2 separate regions of the Columba livia genome follow, and region 2 is linked to region 1. Evidence: chromatin contacts called from public Hi-C data. All regions are on one chromosome and are shown on one strand. The core of a region is the stretch at or near the end of the contact, and the rest is flanking DNA. Distances in the headings are between cores, read along the strand shown. Region 1 overlaps LOC110364013. Region 2 overlaps LOC110364013.

Region 1 (5,303 bases), core at 1,134-3,633:
GAAAGCTGGGTCTATTCAGCCTGGAGAAGAGAAGGCTGAGAGGGGATCTCATCAGTGCTTATAAATATCTCAAGGGTGGGTGTCAAGAGGATGGACCAGACTCCTTTCAGTGCTGCCCAATGATGCAATGAGGGGCAACAGGCACAGACTGAAGCACAGGAGGTTCCATCTGAATACGAGGAGAAACTTTACTCTGAGGGTGCCAGAGCACTGGAACAGGCTGCCCGGAGAGGTTGTGGAGTCTCTTTCTCTGGAGACAAAACCTGCCTGGACACATTCCTGTGTGATCTGCTGTGGGTGAACCTGCTTTAGCAGGTGGGTTGGACTAGGTGAGCTCCAGAGGTCCCTTCCAATCCCAACCATTCTGTGATTCTGTGATACTATTTGCTCCAAAATGTGGCGTGAGGAAGTGTTGGAGGTGGCACAGGCAGTGTGAGGCAGCCGTACCCTGCTGTGCCCTGTGTGCTGTGGCCTGTGACAAGTCCCTGCTTCAGACTGACAAGTGCCAGGTCCTGGCCAGATCTCAGGGCTGGTCTGGCCAGGGAACAGACCTGCACCAGCCCCAGGGGGTGACGGGGAGCCCCGGGGGTGAGTGGGGAGATGGGGGGCAGCGGCTCATGTCTGTTGCTCTGCCTGCAGCCCCGAAACAGCAGCTGCCCCTGAATCCAAGCCAGTTCCTACAGGGTGGAGGGAGCCTGGTGAGTGCGTTTGTCTTATCGCGCAGGCCGTTTACTCGGGCTGTGAGCTTCTTCCCAGCCTGGGACTCTGAGAGAAGTTTTGCCCTTTTGTTTTCATGTTTGCAGCCAATTCAGCTTTGGCTACTTTAAGGCCTCTTAAAAAAAAAAATCACTTGAGTGTAACAATGGCCCTGGCAGAAACCTCTCACAGTCCGCTTTTTCCCTTCTGGTTTATGCAGTGTGAAGCTGACCTATTACACCCACCTCTAAGTCTGTATTTGAGTTGGTTTTTTGTGCTCACCGAACAGAGGGAAAAGGGGCTTAAAATAAAATTTCAAGCAAGATATGTCAAAATCAAGATCAGAGTCAGCCCTCATCTAAATGATTACAACTCCATCCGTTTCAGTAAGGGCCTCTGCTTGGTTGATCCCCTCTCTTCTTTGCTATGATGTTAGGCATATTTGCTATAATCTCTTTCTCCCCAGAGAGGATTTTTCCCATACATATACACGTGTGTGTGTATGTACATAAATAAAATTAGGATTGATATCTTAAATATCAAGTGACAGTGTATATCCACTTGGGTCAAGATGTAACTACTTACAGCAGTGATTAAAGATCAGTGTTTATAGAGAGTATTACCTGACTGTAACAAAATTGTTCTGGGAGATTTACAAGGTGATGTCTGGTGGGTAACAGGTCAGTGCAGGGTTGATACAGTATTTTGAAATATGTGTTTGTCTCCATGTATGTATCCTTAAGGAGAATAAAGGAGTTTCTTTTGCAGGAAGAAAGAAAAATAAAAGAATATTGTAGCTTCCAGATGATTCAAAATAGGAAGAATTTTAAATCTGTCAGCAGTGGTCGTGTTTGGAGATTTAACAAGCAATCCATGAAATAATGTCCATTAAGCTAGAGAGCAGCAGTATCTGGTAAAGAATGCCCAGCTTGAGCTCTTAGAGCTTTCACTGCCCTGCTTTTCTTTTCAAAGCATGCTTCTTAACACTATGGCAAAGCTTGAATATTGTTTAAAAAATATTTTTCTATTCTCCATTTGCAGAGCATAGCATCATAGAAAGCAGGATTGAAAGAGACCCCCAGATGTTACGTTGGCCACTTGTTGCCTGGAGAGAGGATAAACTGTACTTGCTTCATTCCCAACAGATGTCTGTCTAACCTGTTTGTAAAAACTTCTAAGAGTGATATCCCCTGTAAAATCCATGGCAATGCTTCACTCTATTCAGCTTTTTCCCCCTCCCTAGAGTAGCCCGAATCTCCCTGCATCATTCATTTTATGTGATGATCTGGAATGCAGTGCTATTTGCTTTTAGAAAACTGTATGAGCAACTTGGCTGCTAGATAATTGTTCAGTTACTTTGGCAGGCTCATACTTCAATCCTGCAATAGAAAATTCTTGCCAGTTCTTTGTGATTTTCATGTCTGTCTCATGATACTTGGTGTTTTTCCTGAAGCTACAGTTACTGAGTCACAGATCTTCACTTTTATTTCAGAAGGAAAAAAAAAAAATGCAAGTGCCCTGCCGGCTCCCTAAGGAAGATACTTGCAAAGGCCTTAAAAAACTATACAAACTAAGGAATTTGAGCCAATTTTTTCAAGTTTTATACATTTTTAGGCTTTTTAAAATGCTTGGAGTGCTCAATATTAGAAGTTTTGATCCCACGCTTATGTGAAGGTCTGCTAACTTGCCTGTCTTCTGTGAAAGGACAGAAATCAGGCCAGATAAGTGAATCCTAAACTCTTGTAATTTATAACTGCAAAAATATCTTTCTGCTGCTTGCAGAATCACCATTGAGTCGAATAGTATGCTGTCCTGTAGAGCCTAAGATTAGCAGTTAATAAACTGTATTTTATGAAACCATGGGAAATGCTGTTTGTAATTATGGTGTCATGACAGTATCAAATCATGATAAGGAGCGTGATGTTTACTTTAAAAGGAATGAAGGTTGAAGTGGTTCAGAAAGTTTGGTAAACTAGGAACTGTACTACAAAAAGGAAAATACTGAGACAGTGTTCAGATGTGGCAGATCATTCAAATATTTCGAGCTTATTTTCAGGAGGAATATGGGAGGCATTTTCATGTTTTGTCAAATTTGCACACTTATTTTTAAATATGAGTGTTCCTTCATTTTCAGACATCTTTCATGTAAATGTTGCTTTTTATGACAAAATAATCACATATACATGTAATAAATACTAAGTTATAAGGATCTGTGACTTAAAAATATTTAGGGTTTTATAGTTCTGTGTTAAACTGGAGCTGCTTGTTTCAGAAGAGTTTTGCAAAGTTCTTCAGAAAATAATATTAAAGAAAGGGGTGAGGGGAGAGAAATTCCAACTGCCCCTTAGTTTGTGTATTATTAACACATACCAGATGTGTCTTTTATAGGATAGATTATGAGTTGTGACTGAATGAATTTCAGTACAAAACTGGAACTTTTCAAGTTAGTGAAATGTTAACTGCTTTATGCATTTTGTCTGTGTTTCACTTGTAGATTGTTACGATGCTCAAAATAGTTGTGTCTTTTTGTGTGGTGGTTTTTTTTGTTTTGGTTTTTTCCCACCTCCTACCCCAAACCAAAATACATCTGGTGTTTGTTGGCTTTCAGCAAATGATGGCTGGACTTAGTGGCTTTGACCCTGTTTCATTGTAATTAAGGTTGTTAAGATTTTATGTTTTTAGTATCTGTTTTACAACATTTTCATTACTGTGTATTTTATTAAGGTTCAAGTGGTTTGTATTTTTATGGTTGCATCTGGTCTGTATAAACCCTGTTCCAGTTTAAAAAGCTACTTGTCTTGGTAATGGACATGAGGGAATTTTGAAGTGTAGTGGAATGTGTATATGTCAATCGTATGTCCGTTCCTAGAAGGTCTTGCTCCTGGACTAGCTGATAATAATCTTACTACCTAAAGTATGGAAATGGGTGTGTGTCCACATTCATGTCTTTGTGTTTGTTTGCGCTTGCATGTGCTTCTTATTTCCACATTTAACTATTTAGCGATGTTTGTCTTGAAAACAAGAATAGTTGTCCTTGAAAGGTGGTTCAGAATACCTTCGGGGTAGGCCATATAATCCAAAAATGTTATTGGTTAATATATTTTTTTGGTACACGTTTAAGAAGAAATGCTTTCTGTATCAGGCAGTCTTGAGTTTAGTTTCTCATGAAGATGATACAATGTTTCTCTGTCAATAATCATAGAAGTTACTGTTTTGCTTTGGTGTTCAACTGGACATGTGTTGTATAAGCTTCTCCTACATATCCTGATTGATTTGATGCATGTTTAAACAGGGGAAAAAAAAAAAGGCTTATTTTAGTCCCACAGATTATTATATTTCTGAAAAGTAAAATAGGAGAACTACAAATGCAAATTAAAATAATGCTATATTAAATAACAAGTCTCCGAGAATGTAAATGCACTGAAAAGAACATTTCCCAAGTCTTACTTGTTTTCATTATTACATCGCTTTTCAAGTGTTTGTTCTAGAGCCCTGAGAATTTGATGGCAGTCCTTACCTTAACCAAGGCCTGACTTTCTTTAATGGTATCTGTTCTGTAAAGCATTTCTTGAAGTATTGAAATACATCTAATGCGCAAGAGCAACGGCTTGCAGAATTGCACCAATGTTGAACAAGATAAATCATTCAGCATTCCTTCTTTAAATTCTTTTCTCTAAAATCTGATAACATGCCTGATGCAATCAAGACTTTGCAATGCGTTCTGATGTAGACTTTTCAGTAACTGCAGTATCTGAACTTCGCATGCTTTGGCTGGCACAGCCCATGCTCCTGTGCATGAAAAATAGCTGTTCTGTGTCAGCTTTTCGAAGAGCAGGTTGTTCAAATCGTGTTGCTCTTGAAGCACTCTAGAAAATTGTAACTCTTGCTCTTAAGGTACACCACAACATCACAATAATGTTTTAATATTTCATCATTCTTTCCTTTTGCTCCTCCAGCATTGACTGTCCATACCATTAGTTCGTCTCACTTTCTCCTATAAGACAAATGACTCGAAAGTATTCCAATATGCCCTGTGTATATAAACACATATACATTATCATATACATTTTGTGCACACACACGAGCACACAAAGTTTTCACAGACTGTAAGATGGGAGTAAAACGTATTCATTGGTGCTGATGAAGAAATTGGACTGGTAGGGCGCTGCTGGTTTTTCAATTCCACTTTATTTGGTTCTTCAGGTCAGTCAGTTCCCTCAGAATGTGGAGGGTGGTCTGTGTTAGCAAAGTATATAATAATATGTTATATCTGCCAGGCTCCCAGCTCAGGAGAGGCCCTTTGCCTTCAGGAGGCCCCGTTCTGAGGAGCCTCCTGACCTTTGAGTGGAGCCGTGTTTCCATTGCGGAGTCAGCAGAAGCGCTTCCGTGGGACCACGCTGGTGTCACTCAGCACAGACCGGGGAATGGAAAGAGCTGAGTTGGAAGGTGTCACAGAACGTGCGTTTTGTTTTGGATGTGGAGCTGTACAGGTGCTCTGTTTGTGTGAAGATCTGCTCGCTTTTGCATCGCTTCTGTTCTTTTGCGTGAGAGAGTGAAATGTTCGTAAGAAATGCTTTTGTGGATTTTAGCTGGGTGAAATGACAACT
Region 2 (4,909 bases), core at 499-2,998, 110 kb after region 1:
TAGACAGAACTTGTGATAAGGGGAAAGAGAGAGGTTATAAAATTATGTAATAGTATAAACTGTGGTGAGAAAATATTGGCTTGCAACTATTTGCATAATTTAAATTTATTCAGGCATAATGATTCTTAAAATAATTCCTCCACTTCCCTTTTCGGAATTCCATTTCTATTAAGTGAAGCTTACAAGTTGGACTTCACTTAATTGTTTTCCTCCTTCCTGAATCCTTATTTTTTATTACTGCAGTAACCTAAAGTTAGATGGCTTTCAATCTTATTTTACAACTATGGTGACAGATATAATGCATTTATATATCTCCTTGAAGAAGGATAACTTTCAGTGAATGAGCCTGAGCCATAACTGTGTAAAGGCGACGTACTTTTAACCCTCCAAATGCACCAGAATCATCCCAGTAAAAAGAAGGGCAAAAGGAGAGATGAAACTCAGCTGTTTTCACATTTATACAAAAAGTGAGAAAGGAAGGGATAGGTATCGAGAGTAAAGAACAAGCAGATCTGTATTTTTGTATAGAAAGTACAAAAATAGCTAAGGAGCTAAAAATAGCGTCTGAGAAAAAAGGGGGAAAGCCATTCAGAAAACCTGTTAAATGCAAGTAAAACACTATCAAATAAAGTCTTCATATACTTGAGTCTGATCCTTCCCTAAAAAAAAAACAGGTCTGTCTTTTATATTACATTGGCATTAAAAGTTGTTGAATGCACTATCGCATAGAATCTCTCCTGTGGAGGGTTAACATTCTCATCTGTGCCTGTTCTGTTAAAATAAATATTATCACAAATGTCATGCCATTATTTTTAAACAAAAATGATAAGAGTTTTAGCTGGACATTATGGCTGTCTGCTGCTAAGTCTGTTATCTAGAAATTTTGCTTGCTTTTACTTTTTATCCACACAGGATTTATGCATACACATCCTCTGCATCCACAGTCTGTATGCAATAGATATCAAAGTTATTAGAAGAGGTCAGAATTACTAGGTGTCACTTTACCAAAATAAAAATTTGTGGGAAAGTTACTGTTTAAATATCTTGTCAACTATGTCCTAATAATCTCTAGTATGCTTTTACTATAATTCCCCGAAAATAAATATTAAAAACATTTTGTGGTTTCACACCATTAAAAAAAAAAAAAAAAGTTGGTAAGCATAAACCATAAAACATATATTTGGCTTACAAAAGAAATGTTTATTCTCCTCAGAATGCCAGTGGTTGGGCATTTTCTTGAGATTTGAGGCTGCATAAAAATGTGTAACAGAGGTTCCTTAAATATGCCACTGCAGTATTTGTTGGAGATGTGGCACAGCCAGCCAGTTCCGAGAAACCCACATGTGCCACGCTCTGCTTAATACATGTGGCTAATATTGTGCATTTTAATAGAGTAAATCTGATTAAAGTCAGGCCTGAAAACAATGAGATGGGTCTTGATGATGTATAGGTAGAAAGTATGTTACATCAAACACCATATATGCTGTTCGTAGTAGTGCTTGCTTCTGCCAGCCTTACCGGTTAGGCAGAGTACGTACAGCTCTTGGAACGGCTGTATTACAAGCTATAATATATTGGAAATAGTGTTAAGTCTTTGCCATTATCATTACCACAGCTGATCATCCAAATACTGCGTTTTTAAAAATCGTGTGAGTTTATGTAAGAAGGAAATACATCTTGGAAATAATCTACGACTCTGAAAGACCTCTGGTCCATTTTGCAGGACCGTGCATTTTTAAGCAGAAGGCTGGAGAGCAGCCTCTTCGGATGGGATCTGAGAGTTGCAAGGGACAGAAACTCACATCCACCAGTTTTCTTTTTTCCATTGCATTTTTTTTTCTATCACCTCATGATCAACATTTAGAGGAATAACATATCAATTAATATATCTTTTTTTCCTGAGGACTATTTTACAAAGCCTTAGAAACACATGGTAGTGACTTTTCCAGTTAGTTGAAACTATCTAGCTGTTTTAAAAGTACATCAGGAAAGCAATGATAGTATAAGCAAAATAAATGTTAAATGAGAGGGGCAACTATGACTTTCCTTAAGTAAACATATAATCCCTTTTTTCTTATGGTAGCATATTTTCCACAAAGAAGACTCTTCAAGATTGAATCCTGTACAGTCTCTTCCCCCCCTTCCCCCCCCCATCCCATGTAGGGCAAATCAAATGCTCGACAACGTTTTTTGTTAGGAAAGCACATAAAAAAATTTGAATATACCAATAACAGAAAAAGTATATATATTTTTATTGCAACAATGAGATTTCATTGGTTGAGTGAAATGGCGAGATGTGACGCAAAAGGACACTTGGACGGGTAGAAATGCTGATGTATGCCAAAGCAGGCGTACCAAGAAATGCTGTTGCTATGAGAGAAACAGAGGGAGAGAGAGAGGGAGAGAGAGATCGTGAGAGAGCAAGTTGTGGAGGCCTTATTTTTTCCTTTTCGCCTTACAGCACAGAGACTGCAACATCTCCCATTGCTAGCAGGGAGGGTTTAGAAGCTTTCGGTGGGTATTTTGATTAGACAGAGCATTTAGAGGAGGGGAGGAAGACAAGGGAGATGCAGGTCACCTTAGAGTACAAAAGCAATTGGAAAGTAGGAGGCTGTATATACTAAGCCAATGATCTGTGCTATGATAGATATACAAATTAGTACGACAGATGAAGCAGCTTAGCTCATTATCCACCTGATGGTATTAAGACTTAGAATTCAAAATGACAAAATTAAAATGCACGCACACACACACACATACACACACATAGATTTATAATGACCCCACCTTTTCAGCTTATGAATTATCCAGCTGGGATACCGACGTCTCTTGTGTAACATTCTTAAAGAGCTGCAATAAATTCACCTTGTGAGTCCATTAGCCAGAAAAGGGGGAAAAATAATTTGCAGGATTTTTTTATTATTATTATTTTTTTCGTCTCTCTTCTTCGGCAAGGGGGAGAAAAGTTTGTGCTGTGAACTTAGCCTAGCAGCTTCTGGAACGTGAGCCAAAAGGGGCAGGAAGTTGTTTTACAATAGCGTTACAGTGATCTGCCACAAATGGAAAAAGCCAAATGTTGGACTCGGCAAAGAGAAAAAATATCCTTCTCCCCCTCGTTTCCCTCCTTTTGCCCCTTAAGAGAGAAAAAAAGAGAAAGGCACGTTGAGCTAGAAGTTCTTTTTCTATTTTAATTACTTCTGGTAAGTAATGGAAAGATTATCTTACTTGTATATTCCATGGCAAGCACGAGGGAAAGAAGTATCAAAGGGACGTTTAAAAAAATGCACTTGGTAACTAGCAACGGGACTTTTGGCACAATTCCTTGAGTTTGCTTGAGGTTATGGAGGGGGGATGGGAAGAAGAAAAGCAAGTCGACGCAGTACGTTTTCTTTAAAAAAGGGGAGGGAGGGATGGAGGAAAAACCATATAAAACTTTCTTTTTTTTTTTTTTTAAGGAAATGTGTGTTGATCCTCTGAAGCTGAATCCTCAGGCATTTGTGGCCCGTCTTTGCAGTCCGATATGTTTTTTTGTGAGTGTGTGTAAGCGCTCTCAATCAAACAGCAATCATGGCAGCTGTTTTTCTTCCAGCACAGCAGTTGAGCTGTCTCGCCCAAATGCTTATCAGCTTTTGACTCGGTGCCAAGATAGTTAGAAGGGCCAAGCAGCCTGAGCTTGGCTGTGCAGCTGGTTTAGAAGTAAGGGGCATGAGAAAAGAAAATCACAAAGTTTTTTTGTCACATATTTACTTTTTAAAAGATCCATTTTCAGTTCGGTGAGCTTGGGGTTGGGTTGGTTTTTTTCGGTGTGTGTGTGTGTCTGTGCTGCAGTTCTGTGGTCCTTGTGGACTGCTTTGCTACAGAGACACGTCTAGGTACGTGTAAATATAAAGAGGAGCTCTCTTCTCTCCCGTTTTAATCCCGGAAGATATTTCCGTAGGACCTTCCTCTTTCTATTCTCCTCCTCCTCCCCCCCCCCCCCTCCAAATTAAAGGCTTCATTAACCGCGCTGTACTGTCAAGCATATTGCCATAGCGTGGGTGCATTTACATTCCAGCGCAGCACCTTTCCCCCCAGTTGCTCTTTTTCTCCCTTGGTTCTCCCCCCGTCCCCATCCCAACCCCCGGGCTCCCTGCCCGCGGGGCGAACCCGCTCCCGCCGCGCCGGGGGCGGCCGCAGGGTGGATGGGGAGGGAAAAGGCGGCCGGAGGGGGCCGGGGCGGGTGTCGCCGGGGCGGGTGTCACCGGGTTGGTGGCGGTGTGCGTGTGCGGCTGTGTCTGTGTGTGTGTCTCTTGTTCTGCCCGTGAGGGAAAACGAGCCTTCTCACGCAGGGCCGTGCCTCTGTTTCATCATCAGCTCTAGCCCTCCGCGTTTCGCTAGCTCACGTCCTCCTCCTCTTCCCTTAGCCAGATTGCTCCAGTCGCTCACAAGGGGGAGGCTGGACTCTGAGAGAGAAAAAAAAAAAAAAAGAGAAAAAAAAAAAAAGGTTGCTGCTGCTGCTCGCATTCCTGCTGCAAGGGCCTCCCCTTCAGACGGCCTTCGCCAGAGCAGAACTTTTAAAGATGCTGCAAATAGGATCTTCTTTTTCTCCTCTGCTTTATTTAACCCTCCTCTCCCACCGTTTAAGAACGGGGCTCGTTTTCCGTCTCTCCTGCGCTGTGCTCGGCTGTACTGTATATCGCAATGCTGAGGTTAAAGCTCCCAAGTATTTTCCCCTCGGCTGATCCCTTTCTCTCGCTCTCCTCTCTCTCTTTTTCCTCCGTTAAAGAAATTGATTTCTTTGACTGAGCAATGAATCGGGCTTCGCTAGTTTGTATGCTGTGAGAACGAAGGCTTTTATTTGTGGTTTTTCTCTCCCGAGTATCAGTGCACAGTGCTGCTTATGGAACGAGGCTCTCGCTGGCTTTCTCTT

The links. Hi-C and Micro-C count contacts between places; a contact is called where the count stands out from the background.
Region 2: a contact with region 1 is called in a Hi-C map of liver, with 4 times the contacts expected there. The contact joins two enhancer-like sites.

What each region holds. Positions count from the first base shown.
Region 1 is chr1:140,038,593-140,043,895 of bColLiv1.pat.W.v2, forward strand. All of the region lies in intron 3 of LOC110364013, which reads left to right. Among named protein-coding and RNA genes, the nearest start is that of WNT7B, 150 kb to the left of the region's middle. Within about 2 kb of position 2,384, at least 1 of the 3 cell types and tissues checked has an H3K27ac peak away from gene starts, as active enhancers do.
Region 2 is chr1:140,148,038-140,152,946 of bColLiv1.pat.W.v2, forward strand. All of the region lies in intron 4 of LOC110364013, which reads left to right. LOC102084862 (a long non-coding RNA gene) reads right to left here. Exons shown (of 4, transcript XR_010466789.1): 2 at 3,226-4,442; 3 at 2,788-3,133. Among named protein-coding and RNA genes, the nearest start is that of PPARA, 170 kb to the right of the region's middle. Within about 2 kb of position 1,749, at least 1 of the 3 cell types and tissues checked has an H3K27ac peak away from gene starts, as active enhancers do.